Regions from separate parts of the Mus musculus genome. Here region 1 is linked to region 2. A link is a contact called in public promoter capture Hi-C data. All regions are on one chromosome and are shown on one strand. The core of a region is the stretch at or near the end of the contact, and the rest is flanking DNA. Distances in the headings are between cores, read along the strand shown. Region 1 holds the start of Fcsk (fucose kinase). Region 2 holds the start of Il34 (interleukin 34).

Region 1 (5,060 bases), core at 928-3,427, 97 kb after region 2:
ATGCCTTTAAGGGCTAGAGAGTTGGCTCAGCAGTTAAGAACACTGGCTGTTCTTCCAGAGGTCCTAAGTTCAATTCCCAGTACACACATGGCAGCTCACAACTGTCTGTAACTCCGGTTCCAGGGGATCTTGATATCTTCACACATACATACATACAGTTAAAACACCAATGCAAATAAAAGAAGAATAAGTTTTTTTTTTTTTTTAAAAAAAGCATGACTTGTAATGTTCCCCTCCGCAAAACAATATGTGGTGCCCGACAGTGGCTGAGTGAATGACACACCTTTCCAAGGTGGCAGTGGAGTAAGAAAGTTTTAGCCTAGCCCTGTTTGGGAGGAAATGAAGGCTCTGAAATAGATTCCAGGTCAAAGACCATAGTGCTGGCTTTAATTGTCACCCTGATATAACATAAGGTCACCTCTGAAGAAAGCTCCTCAGCTGAAGGTCTGCCTCAATCAAATCCCCTTGGGCTTGTCTTTGAGAGGCTGTGGTGATTGATGGCTGATGTAGGGGGCCTACGCCACTGTGTGCGGGCCCCATCCCGAGGCATCTAAGAGAGCCCCTGGGTCATATAAGAAAGGGCTGAGCAAGCAAGAAAGCAAACCAGTAAGCAGCATGTCTCCACGATTCCTGCTCCAAATACCTGCCTGGGGTTCCTGACCGGGAAGTATAAAACATATACCCTCCCTTCTCCCCGCCAGGTTGCTTTTGGTAGTTTTATCACAGCGATAGAAAAGCAAATTTAGACAACTCTGAATAATATGGGGTTGCTGGGTGAGGGTAGGGGAAGATCTGGAAAAGTCTCAAGAAGTCAAGCAAGGCTATGGAGTTTTCCCAGTCAGATCAGCCAGGAGAGTAACTAACACTTAAGGAGTGTTTCTCAGGCACCTAGCCAACGGCATTGTAGTGACAGCTCACAGGAGCCATTCACCAGTCCTAATAGGTGATCTTATCACACCACAGGCATAAAGGAAGCCTGGCTTAAAGAATAAGCAGGCTGCCTAAGGTCAGGTAGAGCTAGCATAAATAGCTGGGTGTGTCCCCGTGTCTATGTTCTCAGTCACAGGGAGGAATGGTCCTGGGTTGTCACACGTGGCATTTGCACAGTGATCTTAGAATACAGAGAAGAAATTATAGCAGCACTCTGCCCATTTTCACAGAGCTTCATTTGCTCAATCCAAGTTGGAGTTTTGAGGACTGGAACTTTTTATGTCTTTTTTTTTTTTTTTTCTTTTCTTTTTTAGTTACGACATAGTCCTACAAAGCAAACCTGGCTAAAAGCTTACACCAATTCATCTAGTCAAGGATTTTTGGTTGGTTGATTTTTTTTTTAGTTCTGTTTGCTTTCCAGTGCTAGGAAACCTCAGGAAAATTGCAGGAGAGTGAGCATACCCAGGGATGATAAAATAAGGCCCCTTATGCATACACGCACGCACACTCCAAGTACATATTTTTAAGACAGGCTCATATTATGCAGCCTTAGTTGGCCTCAAACTTTCCATCTTCTTGCCTCCACTTCCCAATACTAGGTTTACAGGCCTGGGCCACTATGCCAGCTCATAATCTGCTCATTGAACAAAGATGGTATAGGTAGGGACTACGCACATTTCAGCATTTTAAAAACTTTAAAAGTTGAATGTATGTGTGTGTGTGAGTGAGTGAGAGAGAGAGAGAGAGAGAGAGAGAGGGAGAGAGAGAGAGAGAGAGAGAGAGAGAGAGAGAGAGAGAGAGAGGCAGGCCCAGGAGACTCTAATTTGCAGCTTTTTGAAGAACAAGAGGCAGAAAGAAGTTGGCTGGAAGTAAAACCAGATAGTAAACAATACGTTCATACAATGTGTACCCAGTGGGGTAAACTGAGGCAGGAAAACGACTCAAATCAAAATCAGAGCAGCGCTGGCATCTAGAGCTCCCTGGCTCAAGGGAATGTCGCTCGGTGTGCCAGGTGTCCGCAAGTCGTGGGGGTTCCCTCTGAAAACCCAGATCAAGAGAAGACTGCACTACAGAGGTCCCCTGCAGCTAACTAGCGCTGGGGGCGACGGCAGAGATCTGGGAAACCCGCAGGAAGGCGCCCCAAACTACAGTGGAACTGAAGACCCCGCGGACCCACATACCTGCGTCCGCCCAGCGCTCGCAGAGCCGGCTCTTTAACGCGGCTGCGCATGCAGCGCGGCGCACCCTGGGAAATGGAGTTCATTCGGCCTCCCGCCAGAGTCCTCAGAACCTACTCGCAGCCCCGCCTTACTGAAAGGACAAAGTTCTCAAACTTACAAGGAGTGCTAAATATACAAATTTCCAGAGAGAACAGGTGTCTTAAAGACACTGGCCAACTGTTTCTTTGTTTGTTTGTTTGTTTGTTTGTTTGTTTGTTTGTTTGTTGTGACTCGGGTACAAGGTAAAAGTATATTTTGATTGTTTTGTTTTGTTTTGTTTTGACAGGGTTTCTCTTTGTAGCCCTCACTGTCCAGGAACTCATTTGCCTTCCTCTGCCTATTGAGTGTGTGTGCAACCATCGCCTGGCTGTAATTTTGACCTTTTAAAATACTTTTTATTAAAGCTAAGTCTTTCTTAACTATTGATTAATTGAATGATTGATTGATTGATTGATTGAATATGAGTACACTGTAGCTGTCTTCATGCACACCAGAAGAGGGCATCGAATCCCATAACAGATGGTTGTGAGCCATCCCGTGGTGGCTGGGCATTGAACTCAGAACCTCTGGAAGAACTTAACTGCTGAGCCATCTCTCCAATCCCTTTATTTTGACCTTTTAAAAAGGATGGGGGTTTTGGGGTTTGTTTGTTTTTTTCTGTTTTTTGTTTTCTGTTTGGTTTTTCGAGACAAGGTTTCTCTGTATAGCCCTGGCTGTCCTGGAACTCATGCTGTAGACCAGGCTGGCCTCGAACTCAGAAATCCACCTGCCTCTGCCTCCCAAGTGCTGGAATTAAAAGCATGTGCCACCACAGCCCGCTTAAGAAGGATTTTTAAAAAGTTATTATTTTAGGGACTGGAGAGATAGCTCCACTAGTTAAGAGCACTCACTGCACTTCCAGAGGACCAGGCAGATCACAACATCCTCACACAGACATAAACCACCAATGCAGGCAAAACACCAATGCATATGAAAATAAAAATGAATAATTATGAAAATGACTTTGCTTTTATTATTACCGTCAATGCCATCATTTTATGTGCCTGAGTGTTTTGCCTGCATGTGTGTCTGCACCTCGTGCATTCCAGAAGAGGTTGCCAGCAGGTATTGGATTCCCAGAAGTTAGAATTAAAGACCATTGTGACCACCATGTGGGTGCTGGGAATCAAACCCAAGTCCTCTAGAAGAGCAGCCACCTGCTGATCCATCTCTCCACCTGTTTTTTGGTTGTTTTGTTTTGTTTTATTTTTTATTTTTTTTAGATAGGATCTTCCTATGTAGCCCAGGCTGGCCCTCATTCAAACTCCTCCTACTTCAGTCTCCAGAGTGCTAGGATTGTACGAACTCACCACCATATCCTTCAGATTTTTTTTTTTTTTTTAAGACAGGGTTTCTCTGTGTAGCCTTGGCTGTCCTGGAACTCACTCCAGAGACCAAGCTGACTTCAAACTCAGAGATTCACCTGCCTCTGCTTCCCCAAGGCTGGGATTAAAGGCGTGTGCCACCATGACCCAATTTCTTCAGATTCTCTTTTCTTTCCCTTCTTCTTTTCTCTTAACATTTTTATTTCTTTCCCCTGGCAGAAGCCCAAAGCCACTATTTTCCTCAGGAGCTGTGAAGAAGCAGAGGCTGGCTCGCCATTGTTGCTGAGGAGGGAACATAGGCAGCTAGAATTGCATTGACAGGAAACGTCCCTGTTTTTCTCAGGTGGATCCTTCTGGAAGAAACTTCCAACTCTACAGTGGAAAACTTTGCAGCAAAGCTTTGCAAAAGCTGTGCGTGACAGCATTGTTTGCCATAACCCAGAACTGGAAATCACTTCAGCATCCCTGTTTAGGGTTTTATGTTTTATGGAGGTTTTAATTAGAATATGGTTGATATATTTGCACAGTAATGAACTTCCTTCGTGACCTTCTCTAAGGCTGGATGGGGTGGCACAGGCCTGGAATCCCAGCTCTCGGGTGGTAGGGGGATCGGGAATTCAAAGTTATCCTCCCCTGCATAGCCCAGGTAAAGGTGGGAAAAGAGAACAAACTCAAAATTGCCTCGCTGGCTTTTGGCCTTGCTCTGGCCCAGCACTTCCTCACCATGCACCCTTTCTTCTCTTTTGGAATAGTAACATATATTTTGTGCCATTGTATGTTGGAATTGTGCGATTTGCTCTTTGACTTTGATGTTACAGGGGCTTGTGGTTAAGAGAAGGTCTTGAGGGGCTGGGGAGATGGCTCAGTGGGTAAGAGCTTTGACTGCTCTTCTGAAGGTCTTGATTTCAAATCCCAACAACCACATGGTGGCTCACAACCACCCGTAATGAGATCTAACACCCTCTTCTGGTGTGTCTGAAGTCAGCTACAGTGTACTTATGTATAATAGTAAATACATAAATCTTTGGGTCGGAATAAGTAGCGACTGAGCGAGTGGGGCCAACCGGGGCGAGCAGGGTTGACCAGAGCAATTAGAGGTCCTAAAAATTTAATTCCCAACAACCACATGAAGGCTCACAACCATCTGTACAGCTACAGTGTACTCATATACATAAAATAAATAAATAAATCTGAGAGAGAGAGGTGGCCATGACTCTCAGAAAAGATTTGGACTTTAAGCAGTGTTGAGACTGTAAAAGATTACTGGTGGTTTTAAAGTTGGATTTAATGCATCTTGCGTTATGATATGGCTACGAGTCTTTAGGGCCCAGGAAGTGGAATATGGTGGGCTGAATGAGAATGTCCCCTATAGATTCATATATGTGAATGCTATATAGTCACTAGCTGTTTGGAAGGATTAGAAGGATTCGGAGGTGTGGTCTTGTTGGAGGAAGTGTGTCACTGGGTGGGCTTTGAGGTTTCAAAAGCCCAAGCCAGGTCTGTTCTTACTCCCTTTGCTTGGAGATCAGGATGTAGAGCTCTCAGC
Region 2 (5,282 bases), core at 574-3,073:
AAGAGGTGCAAAGCGCACGGGATCCATCAGCTTAGCTGAGGCTCACTATGCTGCACCACATGTTTCCCCTGCAATCCACCACAGCAGCTGTGCAGTGGGGACCAGGAGAGGCACCTACAGGCTTCCTGAGGTCTCTCTCTGCTCCTCCTGAGACCTCCTAGGTCTATGCTGTGGAAGGCGGCTGAGGTGGCGTGGCGGTTTGAATATGTTCATTGAGATGGAATTTATTTTCACAGTCCTCCACGGAGGCCAAGTTGCTGGTTGCAAAAACATTCTAAGAACAACTGAACTTCACTGGGACCAAAGACATTCTGAGATGAGTTTGTGAATGTGGCCAACGCCACGTAGATTGTTAAAATAATGGTTATTGCCAGGTGTAGAGGCAGATGCAGGCAGAGTTTGAAGCTAGCCTGGTCGACATAGCAAGTTCCAGGGCAGCCAGGGCTATACAGTAAGACCCTGTTTAATTAAAAAAAAACAAAAACAAAAACCCGGGCAGTGGTGCACACCTTTAATCTCAGCACTCGGGAGGCAGAGGCAGGCAGATTTCTGAGTTCGAGGCTAGCCTGGTCTACAGAGTGAGTTCCAGGACAGCCAGGGCGACACAGAGAAACCCTGTCTCAAAAAAAAAAAAACCCAAAACAAAAACAAAAAAACCCAACAACAACAACAAAAAAAAACCCAAAACAAACAAACAAAAAGCAAAGTGTAAAAGTAGAAGCACTTCATTATAATTTCTAAAACACTGGCTCACCTATGCAATCTCTCTCTCTCTCCCTCCCCCCTCTCCGTGTGTATGTGTGTGTGTGTGTGTGTGTGTGTGTGTGTGTGTGTGTTGCAATGCAGAGGGCAGAGAATCACTTTATGTGCCATTCCTTTAGTCACTGCCCACCTTTCTTTGAGACAGGGTCTCTCATTGGCCTGGAACTAGCCAAGCAGGCTTGACTGCCCAGCCTGCAAGCCCCAAGAATCCACCTGTCCCCACCTCCCCAGCACAGGGATTACAAACATGCCACCATGCCCAGTGTTTCTTCACACACGTTCTAGAGAAAGAACTCAGGTCCTCAGCACCCTGCAAACACTTCTCTCCCTGCCCTGTGTTTTCCTTTCTTTTAAAGTTTTTTTTTTTTTTTTTAATTTGAGGCTGGCCTTGAACTTGCTAAGTAACCAAGGGTGACTAATTCTCCCACCTCCACCTCCCATGTGCTGGCATTCCAGAGTGCCTCACCATGCCAGCTAGCCTCAATTAATTTTTGACAAGGAAGTTTATACAAGTAATAATTCATGCACATGGCACAATAAGGTATAAAGAGCTAAAGCAATGTTCAGTTCCAGGAAGCCAAAAGCACTCAGAGATTGCATTTGCCAACTGACAGAACCAGGACGGAAGCACAGGTAAGTCAATTTGATAAGTTATACAGCTCTATTTTTCTCCCGCAAGGCTGCGAAATCATTGGATGAAAAAAAATTAAAAAAAAAAAAAAACCCCGCAGCAGAGTTCATACCATTTCAGAGCTTCTTAGCCAGCACCTTATCGACTGGGGCTCAAGTCTCTCTGCCTGTTAAATCGGCCCTCAGAGACTGCGACGGGGAGGGAGCAGCCTTGTGAAAGAAACCCATCCATTCTGCTTACCTGCTCACCTGCCAGGATGTGGGCTTCTACAGTCGCCGTCGCCGGAAGCTTTGAGCAGCTCAAGGCCTGGAGCAGGTGCCTTGGGGGCTGTGGCAGTAAATGCTGTGTGGGACAGGCTGTTGTGTGTTCAGCCTACAGTCTTCTCGGAGGGCGGGGGACACACGCTACAGCAGCTCAGATTTGTTTCTAGAACCGGAGCTAACAAGGGCAGGGTGGGGCGGGGCCACATGGCCCCAGCCTGTCTTGGAGTGTGGAGTAGGAGGGAGCATCAAGCACAGTCAGTCAAGGCAAGGGGACAGCCCTGAGGGTGAATATGGGGTGTCTCTAGAATCTGGGGTATCTTTAGTTTCTATGTAGATTGAACTGGTTTTTAGGGGAAAATTCCAGGTCCTCTCTTTAATACCTGGAATACCTCTTTCATTACAAAATTGAGTACAGCTGATGGGACCTAGGAGAGGTTTTTTTTGTTGTTTTTTTGGTTTGTTTGTTTGGCTTGTTAACCTGTCTACAGACAAGACCTGAGCGCAGGGAGGTAGTTTACCCAAGAACACACACAGCTGCTTACTGAGGTCTAACACCAAAGCCTGAGACAACCCTCATGGGAACCTCTGAAGACTCTGAGCCACACCTGCAGACATAGCCACTTTTGCTTTCCTGGTAATAGTGACAAGGCCCTGTGCAGCTGGGACAACATCTCTTTCTTTGCCAACCTTTTAGTATCCCAGTATAGCCCAGGCTAGCTTCAAATTAGTCTAGAGATTGACTTTATAGTGCTATGATTATAGGCTTGTGCCACCACTCTTCCCTAATTTTATGACTGTCTTTGGAGTAGTTACAGGTGGTGACTTCCATCCCCTGAAAGATCCTTCAGCTCTTCCACCTAGACATAGCAATGGTAGTGGTGGTGTTTTGAAGGCATCGTTATCAACAAGGGAGGAAGACTAGCTTTCCTCAACTTAAACACAGCCTCTCTCAGTAAAGGGCCACTCAAGGGACTCCACACAGCTTAGTCTGGGAATGCTGATCTGGACACAAGGGCTTGCCCTATTCTAAATGCTAATGAATGGTGTTGTTCAAGAAAGGCGTTCTTAATTAGATTGAGAGAACTGGATTCCCTGAACTTGCAGGAAGACAATGTGCCCACACTGGTATGCACCCAGCTAACTCTCCATCCCCCCTTGCAGTGGCTACTGGGACCACACCACAAAGGCCCTCCACAAAAGCTCTGTCAAGGCTATCCTGTCAGACAGAAGAGGTAGAGATGGGGACACAGCCACAAGATGCCACTCTTCAGAGCCTCTGGACCTGGTGTGCTGTCCTTTCTTTCCTCCAAGTGCTCAATTTATAGGCTGCTGATTCAGGATGAAGATGGCATCAGGTCTTGCAGAGCTCAGGACAGCCAACCCTCCTGTTACCACAGCCACACTCAAGTAAGTCATCAGACTCCACTGTCAACTGCTTTTCCACAGATTTCTTTGCCACATGGCCTCTTGCAGATGTTTCTCCAAGCTTCACGAGCAAAGCTGCCTTCTCTAGTTACAGCCTGGCCTACCTAAAGGCCAGAGTCCCCAGTGTGTCTCTCGGACAGCACCAGTCCCTGAAGCCCGTAGTAAATATTAGCACTTGTCCCATTCACACACGTTACTCCGGCCTTTCAAAAGGAGTCTATGAAACTCTTCCTAAACCTTATCAAAGACCAACTCTTGGGCTGGCGAGATGATGCAGCCAGTAAACGAACTTGCTGCCAAGCCTGAAAACCTGTTTGATCTGAAAGTCCCACATGGAAGAGACTATGTACATGTCTATATATGCCCACTAAGTAAAATGTAAAAACAAAACCCAACAAGGGAAATCTCAACAATTAGTCTCTCAGAAGGGGCTGTGCCTGCTGGGTGGCTCTGTGGGTTGCAAATGTGAGAGCCAGGAAAGGGCCAGAAACAGAGGCTGGCCACCTCTGGATTCCGGCAGGGTATGGTGAAGACAGCCCTTCAGCCACCTCAAGGCAGATGTTCATCTGTCTGTTTTCTAAAGCTGTAACTTCCAAACTCAACTAATGCTTGCTGTTTTGCTTTGAACAAACACTAGTCACAGCTAGTGAGGTTTAGGTCTGATTACACCAGACTCAGAAATACTCAAAAGGATCTTGGGTGGGTTACCAGGTGTCTATTCTGATACCTAGACAAGTTCTATGTTTGAGCTGGGTCAAGAGCCATGGTGACACGTTTCTATGTTTCTTCTCATTTCCCAATGTGACACATTGACTGTCAACCCTGCCTCTGCTTTTAGACTTGGGATTTCCTGGGTCCCCCCACCCCACAAGTTCCCAAGCTTTCTGACCTGAGGAAATCAGACATGGCCCTAAGTTCTTCTAGGTTCAAGGCTTCAAGACTATGCTCACGGTCCCGAGTGGGGGAATGTCAGGTTATCCACACCCTCCCCTCCAACCTAGGGATAGCATTTCCAATGCTGGCTTTTCAAGTTTCCCAAGAAACAGCTCTGCTGGCTTGTGCTGTCTTCAGTTCACTAGAACTCAGGACCCCAAATACAAAAACCAACAGCCACAGGTCTAAGTGCTCACTGAATTGCTACCATGTGCCCCACACTGAACAATCTGCTCTCCCACAGCATTTTTTGAACAAGCTTTCAAGATATTAATCTTAAGCATGCATAAACTTAAAATATACACACATATACAGTATTTCATATGTAGATGAGGGACTGGGTGACTCATGCAAACACGGCATTTCTACTTTGAATAGAAAACAGAAGCAAGGAATTAACAGATCCGGAAAGCCCGGGTGGATGAAAGAAAAAGATACCTCAGCATTTCCGGCTCTCAAGAAAGGCTGGGAGCAGCCAACATCCTGGCTATCAGCCCTCTCTCTCTCCCTGTGAGCCAGGGAACCAGGAGTTCCACCCCCAGCTCCAGCAGATGTCCTGCTAGCAATACATTTTATACAAACCCAAAACAGCAACATTCCAGGAGCAGGCCAACTAGAACCCCCTCCCCACAGGAATGCTATTCTTGGCAAGAGATCTTCCAAAGGAAGCAACATCTGCAAACCCTCTGCCCCGTGAGGTCAGGGGAAAGCGAAGGCCGCTCGGCAGTTTCTTAGATCCAAGTAGCAGGGGATTTACAGAGGGAGGAGTAAACCAATGACTCAGGGTCCTGACTTGACCCTCCTTTTCTCAGTCCCCAGTAGCCTCTCTGACAAGGCTAAGGCAGTTCCCTATTTACCTGCTTGCTCAATGCACTCCAAGAGCCACGGTGTCCCCTTAAACAAGTCATTCGGCCTCACCTATTTGTTAGAAACGTTTTGTGAGTTTGTGTATTTTAAACAGGGTCTCACTGCATAGATCCCTAGCTGACCTGGAATGCAAAGAAAGGTCTGCCTGTGTTTGTACCCAAGGGTTGGGCCAAGTGTCAGGAGTGGTGACTCCTGCTAACATCATTTATAGGTCCTTGGGCAGTAGCTCCTCTTCCATACTCAATCCTTCACCTTGTCCTTGAAGAACTGTCCTTCCTTTCCCTGGTAATTAACCAACCAATAGGCAGTGCAGGCTCAGTGGACAAACCTTGATTCTGGGTCTTTTCTGTTTCTCCTTACACAGCTGCTACTGCATTAGGAGTACCTCCGTCAGACCTTAG

The links. Capture Hi-C pulls out chosen DNA fragments and counts their contacts.
Region 1: a contact with region 2 is called in a promoter capture Hi-C map of pancreatic islet. The contact joins the promoter of Fcsk here to the promoter of Il34 in region 2. A contact is called at or near these places in 12 of 39 promoter capture datasets (the 3T3-L1 cell line, 3T3-L1-derived adipocytes, cranial neural crest and 8 more), 1 of 484 Hi-C or Micro-C datasets (spermatogonial stem cells), 2 of 115 datasets of contacts at active chromatin or transcription factors (intestinal crypt epithelium and pancreatic cancer cells) and 4 of 9 other capture datasets (adipose tissue, embryonic stem cells, liver and 1 more).

What each region holds. Positions count from the first base shown.
Region 1 is chr8:110,900,311-110,905,370 of GRCm38.p6, forward strand. It overlaps Fcsk (fucose kinase), which reads right to left and starts at 2,178. Exons shown (of 24, transcript NM_172283.3): 1 at 2,112-2,178.
Region 2 is chr8:110,804,101-110,809,382 of GRCm38.p6, forward strand. Il34 (interleukin 34) reads right to left here and starts at 1,824. Exons shown (of 7, transcript NM_001135100.2): 1 at 1,634-1,824. Gm15895 (a long non-coding RNA gene) reads left to right here and starts at 1,096. Exons shown (of 2, transcript XR_003947455.1): 1 at 1,096-1,395; 2 at 2,818-5,282.